2 separate regions of the Oryza sativa genome follow, and region 2 is linked to region 1. The links are chromatin contacts, called in public ChIA-PET maps. All regions are on one chromosome and are shown on one strand. Each heading gives the region's core, a stretch centred on a gene start, on an enhancer-like site or on the middle of the called end of the contact. The rest is flanking DNA. Distances are from core to core; before and after follow the strand shown. Region 1 holds the start of LOC4337239. Region 2 holds the start of LOC4337241 (protein FATTY ACID EXPORT 7).

What was found. ChIA-PET counts read pairs in DNA pulled down with a chosen protein or histone mark.
Region 2: an RNA polymerase II ChIA-PET map of leaf shows a contact between it and region 1, with 5 times the contacts expected there. The contact joins the promoter of LOC4337241 here to the promoter of LOC4337239 in region 1. A contact is called at or near these places in 3 of 4 datasets of contacts at active chromatin or transcription factors (leaf and seedling).

What each region holds. Positions count from the first base shown.
Region 1 is chr4:33,774,305-33,781,490 of ASM3414082v1, reverse strand. It overlaps LOC4337239, which reads left to right and starts at 4,526. Exons shown (of 7, transcript XM_015778530.2): 1 at 4,526-5,056; 2 at 5,170-5,228; 3 at 5,743-5,802; 4 at 5,928-5,997; 5 at 6,471-6,540; 6 at 6,631-6,657; 7 at 6,742-7,091. The coding sequence starts at 4,658. The coding sequence ends at 6,791.
Region 2 is chr4:33,826,333-33,833,518 of ASM3414082v1, reverse strand. LOC4337241 (protein FATTY ACID EXPORT 7) reads left to right here and starts at 4,761. Exons shown (of 3, transcript XM_015780205.3): 1 at 4,761-5,137; 2 at 6,070-6,204; 3 at 6,324-6,708. The coding sequence starts at 4,792. The coding sequence ends at 6,466. LOC4337242 (vacuolar cation/proton exchanger 3-like) reads right to left here and starts at 3,166. Exons shown (of 12, transcript NM_001402448.1): 1 at 2,790-3,166; 2 at 2,246-2,467; 3 at 1,914-1,981; 4 at 1,815-1,843; 5 at 1,527-1,723; 6 at 1,237-1,449; 7 at 941-1,075; 8 at 458-574; 9 at 311-364; 10 at 6-122. The coding sequence starts at 2,464.

The sequences.
Region 1 (7,186 bases), core at 3,277-5,776:
GGGAGCGGCGGTTGCCGGCCGAGCGCGGTCGGCTGGAGGAAGGGGACGACCTGACAGGTGGGCCCCACCTGTCAGCGTCCCGGAGAGAGGGGGAAAGGGAACGGGCCGGCCCACAAGGGGAGGCCGAGCGCGGGCGACGGGTGGACTGGGCCGACGGCCCAAGAAGAGGAAAAAGGAGGAAAAAGGAAAAAGAAAAAGAAGAAAGGATTTTCCTGGGATTAAAATTGCACTTTGGTGATTTTTAATTGGTAAAAATTATTTCCAAGGCTCTGAAAATTCCACTAAAAATCCTGTTAGCATTATTTGACATGTAGAATCCAAGAAAAATTCCACATGCCGATTCCGATTATTATTTGCATTTATTAATTAGGGAATTAGCTCTAGGTTAATTAAGATAATTTCTTCGGACGATTTATTTAGCCAATTTTTAAAGCAAGCAAAGGGGGAAAACTTCAGGGCGTGACAGCAGGTACGTAGTCCATACGTATACCTGCGTACGGAGTACATGTACACGTAACATCCGTACCAATCAAATCAACCAGTTACCGCTAGCTCTACCACCTAGCTACTCCATCGTCCATTAAACTATTTCAAGTTGATAGACAAATATACTCTTATTCAATACAATAGATAAATATACTAATACTACTATCTACACCAAATTAATTTTATTAAATCTATAATTGATTATATTTTATAGTATATATATTTGTCTTGTGTTCAATATGTTACTATTTTTCTCTCAAACGTGATTAAACTTGGAGTAGTTTGATTTTGACCAAAAATCAAATCGACATAGGATGGGTGAACCTGGACGTTGGTAATTCATGTCTCACGCATGAAAAAATGAGATAACCTATTAGCACATAATTAATTAAGTATTAACTTAAAAAAACTTTTAAATAGATTAATATGATTTTTAAAAAACAATTTCCTATAGAAAATTTAAAAAGAAACACTCCATTTAGCGGTTTGGAAAGTATACGTACGGAAACAAGATAGTAGAAGTTGAGAAAGTGAGAGAACGAAGACAACCTTATGATATGAATATTCTATACTAATACACCCTCCGTCCAGGAATATAGAGTATTATGCCAAATATAGTTCAAATTAAGGAAGAGTACGGAATGCTAAATCTAAGCTACAGAGTACTCCCTCTATAAAAAAAAAACCCAACCTATATACTTTTTTGGGATGGAGGAGCATGTGATAGTGTGAAAATGAACTTATTAGCAAACTGAATGAAGCGTTCTCCCTCCGTTTTTTAATAGATGACGCCGTTGACTTTTTCTCACATATTTCACCATTCGTCTTATTCAAAAATTTTATGCAAATGTATAAGATATAAATCACACTTAAAGTACTATGAGTGATAAAACAACTCATAACAAAATAAATTATAATTACGTAAATTTTTTGAATAAGACGAATGGTCAAACATGTGAGAAAAAATCAACGGCGTCATCTATTAAAAAACAGAGGTAGTATAAAATACATATTTAGGGCCCCTTTGAATTGGAGGAAAAACATAGGAATTTTGGAGGATTTCAATCTTATAGGAAATTTTCCTATGAAGCCCTTTGAAACAAAAGATCGAATTATATCCAATCCTTTGAAATTCCTATAGAATGGACAATCCTATAGAGATTTTGGAGGAAATTTAGCAAGAGCTTCAACCTCTTGGTAACTTTCCTTTGAGTCTATCTCTCTCATCTAATTTCTAAGTTTTTCCTTGGTTCAATCAAACGGTCATTCCTGTGTTTTTCCTGCGTTTTACAATCCTCTGTTATACATTTACATTCCTATTAAAATCCTACGTTTTTCCTATTCGTATGTTTTCTCCGTCCTACGATTCGAAGGGGCCCATAGAAATGAACTAAGATAGGATTCAAAGGAGCTGCATGCAGAGTAGTACTACATGTACTTTTCACTATATACCTTTTCTGATGGGAATGGATGGGGGTACTCAATTTCTGATTGCTGCTTTACTTCTTATCTCGGAATCCCTTAAATTTCTGGATAAACTTAGGGAGCATAATCCTCTGTATTAATGGAGAGAGGGAGTAGCTAGTACAGGGACCTTTCGAGAACTCGATGGATTCCGGGCTTCCGGCACCTGCGCACATGGGACATGGGTTAATTAATCGTGGCTACTGTAATCGACATTACCAACCGTCCGAATCGACATTGCACGTACCGCTAGAGAAAAACAGACGGACTCGCGCGCGATTGCGTCGTTGCATACTCCGTGCTCCCTCCATCTAAAAAAAGGTGAACCCTGGTTTCCGTGTCCAACTTTGACTGTCCATCTTATATAATTTTTTTTATAATTCATATTTTCATTGTTGTTAGATGATAAAACATGATTAAAATTTTGTGCGTTATTTGTCTTTTTAATTTTTTTCATAATTTTTTCAAATAAGACGGACGGTCAAACGTTGGTCTTTTTTTTTTTTGTTGACCGAGGGAGTATATCCGTCCATCCATCGAGGGATGGGATGGGATGGGACGGGCACGTTACGTACCGTAGGTACCGATCGATGGATTTGATGTCGCAGCTGTCTCTGCACGAATTCCGTCGGTCTAAAAAAATTAATATATAAAAAAATACCTCCTCTATCCTAAAATATAAACATTTTCTTTATTTCAGCATGATCTTCAAGATTCTTAATTGACTAACAATGGCTGTGTTTAGATCCAAAGTTTAGATCCAAATTTCAGTACTTTTTCATCATATCAACCTGTCACACACAACTTTTCAGTCACATCATTCTAATTTTGAGTATTCTACTTTTGATTTTGTATTGGTTCGTGTGGGATAGGTGAAATGGAATTAATTTTGAACGGAGGTAGCAGTATGCATCGGCGCTGCAACGTAAGCTGCACGAATCTTGAAGCGAGCACGGGGCGAATGGGCCTATGCAATTCGCAAAAATGTAGGCCCATGCCACGTTTATAGGCCGGGTTAGGAACAAGTTCACTTAGGTCCCTCTATTTGTCGCCCAGTCCGATTTTCGTCCCTGAACCCCAAAACCGGGTATAACCCGTCCCCCAACTTACGAAAACCGGGCACATAAAGTCCTAAGGCGGTTTGGATAGCGGTTTTGGCTGATGTGGCGCCTACGTGGCAGGTTTGACTAGGTCTCTGTCCCACGTGGCATTGACGTGGCGCTTACGTCGCAATTATATCTTTGAAAAATAATAAAAATCGTGGGTCCACATGTCAGCTACACATAAAAAATAATTTTAAAATGGTGGCCCCCGTGGGCCCACATGTTAGCTATAAAAAAAATATGGTGGGGCCCACGTGGGCCCCACATTCCCTCTCCCTCTCGGCTCTCCCTCCTCTTCCCTATCCTACTTCTCTTTTCCCCACGTGGACGGAGCGGTGGCCAGCGGCGGCACGACAGCGGTCGGAGCGGCGGCGCGCGAAGCCGGCGGGGGCAACGGCGGCACGACGGCGGCCGGAGCGGCGGCGCGCGAAGCTGGCGGGACAACGGCGGCACGACGGCGGTCGGAGCGGCGGCGGAGAGCCCGCGGGAGTCGAGGTCGTCCGGGGAAGCAGTGGCGGCGCCCTTGGATCTCGGCAGCGAGGACGCTCAGAATGAGGCAGCCTTGGATCCGAGGAAGCAGCTGCGGCGGGCCTCGGGCAAAGCGTGGCGCGGCGGCCGATGGCAGAGGAGCGGCCCGTGGCGGCCGACGGGAGAGGAGGGAGCGGCGGCCGGAGCTGCACGACTTCGGACCCGCCGCCGCCGACTCCTCCTTCGCGTGCCGCCGTCTCCGCCTCCGCCTCCCTCTCCGCCGGCTTCGCGCCGCTCCGCCGTCCCTTCCTCTTGTGGCCACAGCCGCCGCGCCGCTCCCTCCTCTTTGCGCGCGGCGATGGAGGCGGCGGCGATGGATGGCGACGACATCTTGGCGCGTGTTGTGGCGACGATGGGGAAGATGAGAGAGAGCCGAGAGGAGATAGGGAATGACATGTGGGGCCCACGTGGGGTTTTTGTTGTGTAGCTGACATGTGGGCCCACATGGGCCCCACCATTTTTAAATAATTTTTTATATGCAGCTGACATGTGGGGCCACGCTTTTTATTATTTTTCCGAGATATAATTGCCACGTAAGCGCCACGTCAATGCCACGTGCGACGGAGACCTAGTCAAACAAACCACGTATGCGCCACGTCATCCAAAACCGCCTTCAAAACCGCCGAGGGACCACGTTTATCCGGTTTTTGTAAGTTGGGGGACGGGTCATACCCGGTTTTACGGTCAAGGGACGAAAATCGGACTCGGCGACAAATAGAGGGACCCAAAGTGAACTTATTCCGCCGGGTTATGCTAGTTCGAATCCCTGGCCTTTATAGGCCGGGCTGTAGCCCGTACAGGCGGTACACGTGGCTTAGTGGGGCCCACGGCGCGACCTGCCACGTGTCGCGCCTCGATTCGCGAGATCCCAGACGCCAATCCCCCATCGGACGGTCCAGGGACGCACGTACCGTTCATTCGCTGAGCCGTTGGGCCCACCTGTCAGAATCATCCCCTCCACCTAAATCACCGCCTCCTCCCGAAACCCCCACGCGGTAGTATCGCGCATCCCCAACCCCAACCCCTCCCCGCCTTGCGCCGCCGCCGCCGCCGCCACCGGCGCCGGCGATCCTCCGATGGGCGCCTCGGCCTCCGTCCTCTCCCTTCCCACGGCGGCCGCCATCCCGGGAGCCGCCACCGCTATAGCTGGCGCCGCGGGCTGCTTCGCCCTCGGCTACTTCCTCGCCCTCAGCCGCTTCCCCCGCCAGGTCGTCGCTGCCTCCCCCGCTTCCGGGGAGACCTCGGACGAGGATTCCGAGGAGGATTCGGAAGAAGATGATGATGACGAAAACTCCGGCCGCAGCCGGGCGGCGAAGCGGGCGCCCAAGCGCGCCGGGCTCCGGCTGCTGTTCTGGGCGCGCAACGTGGTGACCAAGTCCGACTCGGCGAAGGAGGCCGAGAGGGCCAAGGCACGGACCGCGGCTAGCCCCCTGGAGGTCGAGAATCTCGCTGAGATTATAGAGGATTTCAAGATGGTACTGGAAATTTGGCTCAAAATCCCCTTCTACTTTTCTGCTGGATTTGTTTCTTTGATGTGCGCAGAGAGTGAGATGTCTGATTCCGTTGGCTGTTGCTGTGGTGGTGGCAGGTGCTGGTTGTGAGGAATGATTTGAAGATGGGGAAGGGGAAGATTGCCGCGCAATGCAGGTGAATACTTCTCAGTTTATCTGTATCTTCGTTTCGACAGTTGAGTAGAGTTTATTTTACTGATGAACTGAGCTCACTAATTAGCACATAGTGATAGGCTATTAGTGTATTGTGTGTCTGAATGTGAAAGTTGAAACCAATGTTAAAATAGGAAGAATCCTTTCGAATAGAGTTTCCCATTTTTTGAAGGGGGAAATTTTGTGATCATATTGTTATCTGAGGCTACAAGAGGTAGAACTCATATTTTTGGGACTGGCACGTTGACCTTGTGATTTAGAGAACTTGTTATATATCCTACCATAACTAAATTTGCCTCTTATACAGTTGTACTATACACTTGTCGTTATGGAATAAATGAATTGGCACAAACAAATTGCTTATCTTCATGTCCAGCTCCTGCATTTAATCTTTACCTTCAGCATTGGAGTGTTGTCATGCTTTATAACTTTTCTCCTGTGCATATTTCTTTTTATCTTGCAAATGTCAGTGATTATCTCTTATTCTGTCATCTCAGCCATGCAACGTTGGGTCTGTTTAAAAAACTCCAACAGAGAGCTCCAAAATCATTAAGAAGGTATTTTTTTTAACATTTCCAATTATGTTTGAAGTTTCTTCCACATGTTCATGTTCATATGTAAGCAATTCGATTGTCATTGCATGATAACAACAGGAAGGAAACTAATTTACTATCTTTGCTAGGTGGGAGAGGTGTGGTCAAGTTAAGGTGGTCGTGAAAATTGAAAGCGAGGAAGATATGCTTGTTTTACAAGTAAATACCCTTTTCTGTTGCCTGTTGACTCATTATTGTTGAAAGTTATTTTTATTTTTACTACATCTATAAAGGTAATTTGTGAGTTGGAATAGTATAATACCTGCAGATGAACAGAAACAGAAAATATTCCCCTTTTACCTGTCAAATTGTGCATATTAATAAATAAAAAGGAAATTCTCATGGCATTAGAAGTGGACTAGAGCATTAGTAGTATCAACGAACAATTGGTTAAAACAACTTGAAATTTCGATTGGAAAACTCACTCTGAAACATTGGCTGTGAAAAAAGAAAAATCACCGCGCTTCTTGAAACCCAACACTTGACACTTATGCATCATAATATTTATATTCTGCATTCAACGAGATCTTTTATATAGCTAATATGTTACCTTTCAATTCCATAATAGTATAAAACGTTGTTAATGCTTGCATTTTTTCTGTTATGTTTAATTAAAATTTCTTTTGGTGCAGGGAAGAGCAAAGTCTTTGAATATCCCAACACACATAACTATTGATGCTGGAAGAACACAGATCGCACCAAGTGAGTTCTTCAGGCTTTACTTTATTCAATTTAGCATCTGTTTAATATCTGCTGTTGGATTAATTATGTTCCCATCTCTGCTTCCTGTAGATTCAAGAACAGTCATGGCTATTCTTGGTAAGCTACATTCAAATCACTGTGTACCACAGTTTTCAGTGATTTGTGCTATCTAATATTTGTCGTACTGTTTTAATTGAGCAGGGCCAGCTGACATGGTCGATGATGTCACCGGTGGTCTGAAGCTTCTATAAATTCTTGTTCTCGGTATCCTCAGACATAGGAATTTGAAGACAAACGCTTAAATTTGACAAACCACATTGGCTGCTGAAGAACGAACCCTGAAACTCATCGGCTCACTCAATCTTGTTGTTCGAGTATTTACCAGTGAAGAGGCTTAATTTCACTTTTACTTGTATGAACTGTCTTCGGAGCAATGGTTTTTTCTTTCTTCAGTTTTCCACTCTGCATTTGTTGCTGTGGACGTCTGAACTCTTAAATTTTTCTGTAACATATTAGATAACAAAAGGGTAAAAGACTTCCTACTTATCTTAGCCTCGGTTGTGTTCGTTTCCTTGTATTGGGAATTAATTCCCTTCGCACGGAAAACGGGATACCTTATAAGCGTATGATTAGTTGAGAATTAGCT
Region 2 (7,186 bases), core at 3,512-6,011, 52 kb before region 1:
CCTACCTGTAGCATAAATGCCACGACTAGTACTGTTATGAAGAGCGTTGCTGTTTCGAATAGTTGGAAATTCAAGTCCATCTTTTGCCCCATCATCCAACCAATGACAACACAAAATGGAATCTGTATATGGAGAATAACATATGTAAAAAATAACAAAGATGAAAATAGGATATGATAAATGAACAAATGCAAGATCTGGAATGAACACAGTATTCTGTAGAACGTTCATGCCAGCATGGTATTTGATGAACAAGTGCGGAAATGCATACTCAGATCATAGTGAGATAACAAGTTTGACCATGCATTACCACAAACATTGATATCTGCGTTGATGACCCAATTGCAACACCCAGTGTTATGTCCTGCAGCAGAGAAACAATCATGTACACAGACAGTTAGGAGACAACAGAAGAATCAGAAAGAAACATCAAAACTGAGCACATCTAAATGCTTACAAGTTTATCTTTCATGGCAAACATTATTGCACTAGCATGTTCAGCAGCGTTTCCCACAATAGGAAGCAAAATAACACTGATAAAAGCCACGGGTAGGTTCAGTGAATCAGATGCCCCCTGATAGCAAATAGCAAAGAGCAAAGCAGTGATCAATAGTATACCCATGCAGAGGTACTCAGGTGACCTGTAAGACAAACAATGTATAACATGGCCAGAGCAGTTAAATCTGTCCTAAAATACAGTATTAGAGATGCAATATTCATGGACTTTCATCAGAAAGAGGTAAACATCTCTTATCATATATCAAATAATCATTTCCAAATTTAAGGTGGACATTTTCCCTGATATGAGTAACCCAATATAAACAAAATAGAGTTAATTGTCAAGTTTAACAGGCCAAAAAAAATCATTTGTCAGTTGCACATATTAAGAACAGCTACTTTTTTTTTGTGCTGTCATTCTAAATTAGAAGAGAAGGAATACCTCAATGGCATTAACCAGGTATTCAGAAAGAATAGACACCCATAATGTCAACATCGCGAGCCATGCTATGGACTCCCACATGCCAATCTCTGATTCTTCATCTTCCTCTGCTGCATCCTCATTGGGCATTTCTTCCTATGACAGGCGATGGAACATGGATATTACATTTTTATTTTTAGGGAATGTAACTGACTGTTATCAAGGAGATTAGTTCATTGCTTGTTGTTCCAATTCAAAGTGCAAGCATATCATATTTGTCACCATCAATGAAGAATTAAATTGAGGTATACACTTACACTGCCAATTGGACTATAAGCATTATTCCGTCCACTTAGTTGGAAATAGAGATAGCTTGCATATGCCACAAGCATAATACAACTGCTGAACCTTGAAAGAGAAACCTCTGATGCTCCTTGCCTCACTTCTGAATGCGTGAAGTGAAGGACAGCAGGAAACATTAGTCCCATGACAGCCATCAACAGTAAACCTGAGTTAACAACTGCAGTTGCCTGTAGTAAATAAAAATTGATTTCATATCAGGAACTTTTGAGTGGAAAGGACGCACAACATGTTGCATCAAAATTACCTTGCTGAAGACTTGGTCCTTGTTCCGATGAACAATACCGCCAGCAAAGAAAGCACAGCCCATAACCAACAACATATTTGATAATATGGAACCAAGCAATGATTGTTGAACTACTCGGATCATTCCATTTTTCAAAGCATATATTGCTATGATCATTTCAGTTGCATTTCCGAACGTAGCATTTAGAAGCCCCCCAACTGCAATCGGTATTAAAAGAAAATGTCTGTTATTGTTCACTGGTTCTCCATTTTGTAATAGGTTATAAATCATAAAAATAAAAATGCATACCTGTTGGACCAGTGTATATTGCGAGCTGCCTGTAGAACAGTAGTTTAGGTTAAACGAAATAAGGTCAGAAAAAAATAGGTCTAGAGTTCACTAACTCACTCAGTTGCATAACCCAAGCGCTCAGCTAAAGGTGTTATTCCTAGCATGCTGAATAGGAAGACCAATCCCTGCAATTTTGGTAAAGTAGAAATCAGTTACAAGTACTGAGTAGCAATAAGAGATCATCATAAGAAAAACCTATTGACTAAATCAGATAGTCTTCAATTGATGAAACATTAACAAAAAATACAAAACTAGTAATGTTACTAAAGAGCAGTGAGCCCAATTATTAGTTCATCTCGATAGGGTACTCTGGTTTCTAGCCTACGAACAATGATAAATATAAACAAAATGCGGTCGAATAGAGTTCAGTTGCTGTGAACAGGACTTACATGTCTGCTGGTAGTATAGTGTAGAATGATCGACGCAGGCCCAAACGGCAAGAGCAGATTGAGCTTAGAAGTGAATATGACAATCCTGATGCTCCGCAGCGCGCTCTCAACGAATCTCTGCAGGTTCCAGGACTGAACCATGCTGGAACGTAGCCCACCATTCTGCAATTGCGGACCGTTCGCCTTGAAGGCCCCCATCTCAATCTGAGGATTCTCCATCCTCTATAACCACCACCACAGGAAGTCTAATCAGTTGATTAAAAGTATATAAAACTATTCTAAGTGTGAAAAAGAAGCAACTTTCTCCACAAATTCGCTCCCTTCCTTTCTCTATGATATGCTCAAGTTCATAAATCAGCTTCAATATTCTCAAATCGCGCTGAATAATTCACATATACCAAACTAGAGCATACTAAATCGACCTCCCAGATCCACGCCGCACCTAACCAAAGCAAGCACTACACCCACTAATCCTAAATCCAAACTACCCCAAATCCAAGAACTCGTGAATAACCAAACCGAATCGAATAGCACCAAAACCAACCTGAAAAAATAGCAACAGCAGCAGCCGCGATCGTCGGTCGGGGATCAGGACGCCGCCGCGGGCTCCGGCACCGCCCCTTCCCTAGGGATCATCATCCGCTGCCTCCTCCTCCTCCTACTCCCAAGGCTGTAATGCGGCGCTGCCGCTGCTGCTCACGCCGCCCGCGCCTGCCTCCTCTCCTCCTGCTGCTGCTGCCTGTGCCTGCCTTGGAGAGTTGTTGCCTTCCACTCGCGGCGACCACGACTCGGCCTCGGTTCAAGGGTAGGGGGGAAGGGAGGTGTTGCCTACGACGTCTTGGCGACTCCTCCTCTTCTTCTTTGTGGGTGTTTTGGTTGGGCAATTTCCTCCTCTTTGCCGAGACTTGGCTACTGTTTTCTGAGTCCACGCTGGCCGGCAAGGCAAGGTCAGGTGAAGTCTTGGTGGAAAGTGAAGCGATCGAGTTCGTCAGTTTTGGGTTGCTATAAATTTTGAAGCTTTTTGTATATACTGGAAGTAAACTAAAAAAAGAGAGATTTTGATATTGAGGTTGGGTGAGAAACACGGTCGTTTTCTCCGGTTTGTAAAGATTGCAAGTCGTTTTCTCCGGTTTGTAAAGATTGCAAGTGTGCCGGTGTTACTGGTCAGAGTCACAATCTTGGACTAGGTATGTATAAAGTTGAAAGCTTTTTTGTTTAGCCGTGTGAAGCATCATAATCCAATAATGAACATTACCAAAGGTTTGTTATAATGAATATTACAAAGGTTTGGTCCAAGGGGATAGTATTGTAAATGAAACTTAGGCCCTATTTAAAGTTTGTGCGTGTCACATCGAATATACGGACACATATTTAAAGTATTAAACGTAGTCTAATAATAAAACAAATTACATATTCTGCATGTAAACTGCGAGACAAATTTTTTAAGTCTAATTAATTCGTCATTAGCAAATATTTACTGCAGCACCACATTATTAAATCATGGCGCAATTAGACTTAAAAGATTTGTCTCGTAATTTACACATAATCTATATAATTATTTTTTTTTCTATATTTAATACTCCGAACTAAACACGGCCTTAGCTTATAGGGATGTTCGGTAGCAATGGTTGTCTGACAGCTGCGGCTGTACAACTAGTAGCACGGTAGAATATAGCTCTTATGGTAATTATTTAAGATACAAATAAATGAATTAATCAACTAGTATTATAAAGTTTGAAAAGGTTGGTTTAGAAAAGTGTTTAAAAAATATTGATAATGCAAGTTACACCACAATCGTATTGTTTAGAAGCTTAAAAGGCGTGCTCACGATGCTCTATAGTTTGTTAGATCAAAAGAATTCCCTAAATTATTCTATAAATATGTAAGTCAAAATATATTACTACCTCCGTTTCATATTATAAGACTTTCTAGCATTGTCCATATTTATATATATGTTAATGAATCTAGACATATATATATATATATATGTGTGTGTGTTTTAATTAATTAACATTTATATAAATATGAATAATGTTAGAAAGTCTTACAATATGAAACGGAAGGAGTACGCAGGTTTGCAAGCGTGGTACGTGTTTACCTAAACTCTTGAAGGTTTTTATATTCTTCACTGGTATACGTGTACGACGGTGTGTGCGTATGTGTGCTCCGTGTAACCAGGGAAAAAAAATTAAACTTAATTTTAAAATCATAATTCAGAAATGTGGTGAAATTCTTTATTGGGCAACATGCGTATGATGCAGGGGGTGCACATGCAGTCATGCGTCCCACGCGCTCCACAAGAAACGAATCGTCCTTCTAGATGCAACCCAACCCAAAAATCCAGCAACAGAAAAGGAAAAAAAAAGGAATTCCAAAAAGAAAAAGAAAAGAAAGAAAAGGAAATAAAAGAAAAGAAAAGAAAAGAAAAGAAAAGAAAAAGAAAACCGGGGGCCCACCCACAGTCTCACACCACCAACCTCCCCGTAAAAAATCCCCATCACATCACCTCCATCTCGAGCACTCGAAGTTGGAACTCGAGCTCATCCATGGCCATCGCGACGACGACCTTACCACTCGCGCCACTCGCCCTCGCGCCGCCATCCTCCCCGATCTCCCAGTGCTCGCTCCTCCTGCTGCGCCCCCGCGCCCCGGCCGCCCTCTCGCTCCGCCCCTCCGCGCGCCTCCTCGTCGCCGTCGCGGCCAGGGAGCCCGAGCTCGGCGGATCGGGAGGCGGAGGCGCAGGCGACGGCTCTGGGAGCGGCGGCGGCGGGGACAGCGAGAAGCCGCGGGGTGGTGGGGGCGACGAGGAGGGGGAAGGGGAGGAGGAGAAGATGGGGCAGGGGCTCTCCATGTCGCAGAAGATCACCCTCGCCTACGCCGCTCTCGTCGGAGGTAAAAATGCAGTAATGCCACGACCAGTTCATTTTTAGTACTCCTACTGATCTACTGTAGTGTGCAAACGCCTTGGATTCGAGTAGTTTGATTTTGGAGAATGAGAGCTACTGCATTTCTTTATCAAAGTGATTAGCCATTGGGGTAATTGTGTGCATTTCAACTTCTGGTTCACCAACTAGTTCCCAATAAGTTAGAACACACATACTTGTCAGGTTATTCTCGTGAATAAAATTAAATCCTTATTAGTCAGGTCGAATTATTACTAATTTGATGAGATCAATAATTGTTGGACTTGACTGGGTACTTGATAATTTCCAACTGTAGAAAACCAGAACACCTATGCAACATTCAGATTCAGCAGCCTGCTTTTTGAGTTTTGGTTTCTCAAGTCCAGCTTGTATCAGAACAATGATGATACAACTACCAGCATGTGCTTTTTGTAGACACAAACACAAATGGTGCATTAGCACTCTGTATATCACTGGTCACAGGATGTGCACAAATTTTGGCCTACAGGCAAGCACAATGTGCACAAATTTTCTCTTAGGAAGAATGAAATGGAGTACAGCTAAACAACCACCTAAAAATGAACATCCTAAAAAAAAAAAGAAGAAAATTAACACAAGAGTGATCATCCTAAAATTTTGAATTATTTTTTCTCCATTGTGATTATGTCTGTGAAACTAGCAGATGATAGTCCTGTTATAATTTTAGCTGCATCATCGGTTCAATAATAGCGTTATGATCTACTGGAGTGAATGACTGTGTGGTGTTACCATCCTGTGTGAGGTTCTACATCAGAGCCTGACAGCCTGTTCTAGCCTTCAAGGTGCATCTGAGGATAGATTATATTGAAGCATTGGTTGTTGCCATCAAAAGAGAGCTTCATTTTTGTTAGAAATTGACTATTGTGATTCCAAATTCTGTAGCCGGTGGAGCGATGGGGTACATGAAGAGTGGAAGCCAGAAATCCTTAGCCGCAGGAGGCATATCAGCCCTGGTCCTGTACTTCGTCCACACTCAACTCCCAGTGAGACCTGTCTTTGCATCATCTATTGGTTTAGGTATGCAAAATCATTTTCTGAGCCACCTATGTTGTGGACCTTGTGGTCCTTATTATCCTTGGCATGGAATTACTTCAACATGGAGTCTTTCCCTGATGTTGTCTCGCTTTGCATTCTAGGTATATCTGCTGCCCTCTTGTCGGTCATGGGATCTCGCTTCAAGAAGTCCGGGAAGATATTCCCAGCTGGTGTCGTTTCCCTCGTCTCCTTGGTCATGGTCGGTGGTTACATCCATGGGATCTTGCGCAGCACTCATGCATGACAAACTGACAGTAGCCGTGGCAATCACTATATGCAACTCCCTACCTAAGCCTCATGTTTCCCTTCCGTTTTTGTGTTTTAGAATCTGCAGCAACTGTGTGACATTCTCCTTCTTGATCATGTACCTGTGTTGTGGGCGTAGTTCACTCCTTTTCTGGTACAATATGGCCTATGGTTAAGCATGTGAGATGCTAGATGGAAAAAATAAAAGGTTTGGTGAATCTGTCTTGAATTTTGATTGAACATCGGTACTCCTTGGCAGCATGTACAGTGGCATGGTTGTATATGGGAAATATGGCCGTGTTTAGTTCCAAACTTTTTTTTCAAACTTCCAACTTTTCCACTACATCAAAACTTTCTTACACACATAAATTTCTAACTTTTTCGTCACATCGTTCCAATTTTAACCAAATTTCTAATTTTGGTGTGAACTAAACACACCTTATGTTGTGCAGTACTACTATAATACTCAATGCGGCCGGCAGCAACAGGTGGCAAGTCGTCTCCGGCGGCCGGTCAGACTGCCGCGTTGGGCTAATTCGCCGGTTGACACTGTCAGCATGGTACCGGAGCGGCAGTCGAGCAGAGGCAGCGAAAAAAATGCTAGTATAGGAATCCATCACTGCAAAATTGTAAGCTTCGTAAGATCTGGAACAAATGCTGTTTGTAAAATGGAGGAACAGCCGGAATGCCAGATACAAGAAAACCATCCTCAACTTTC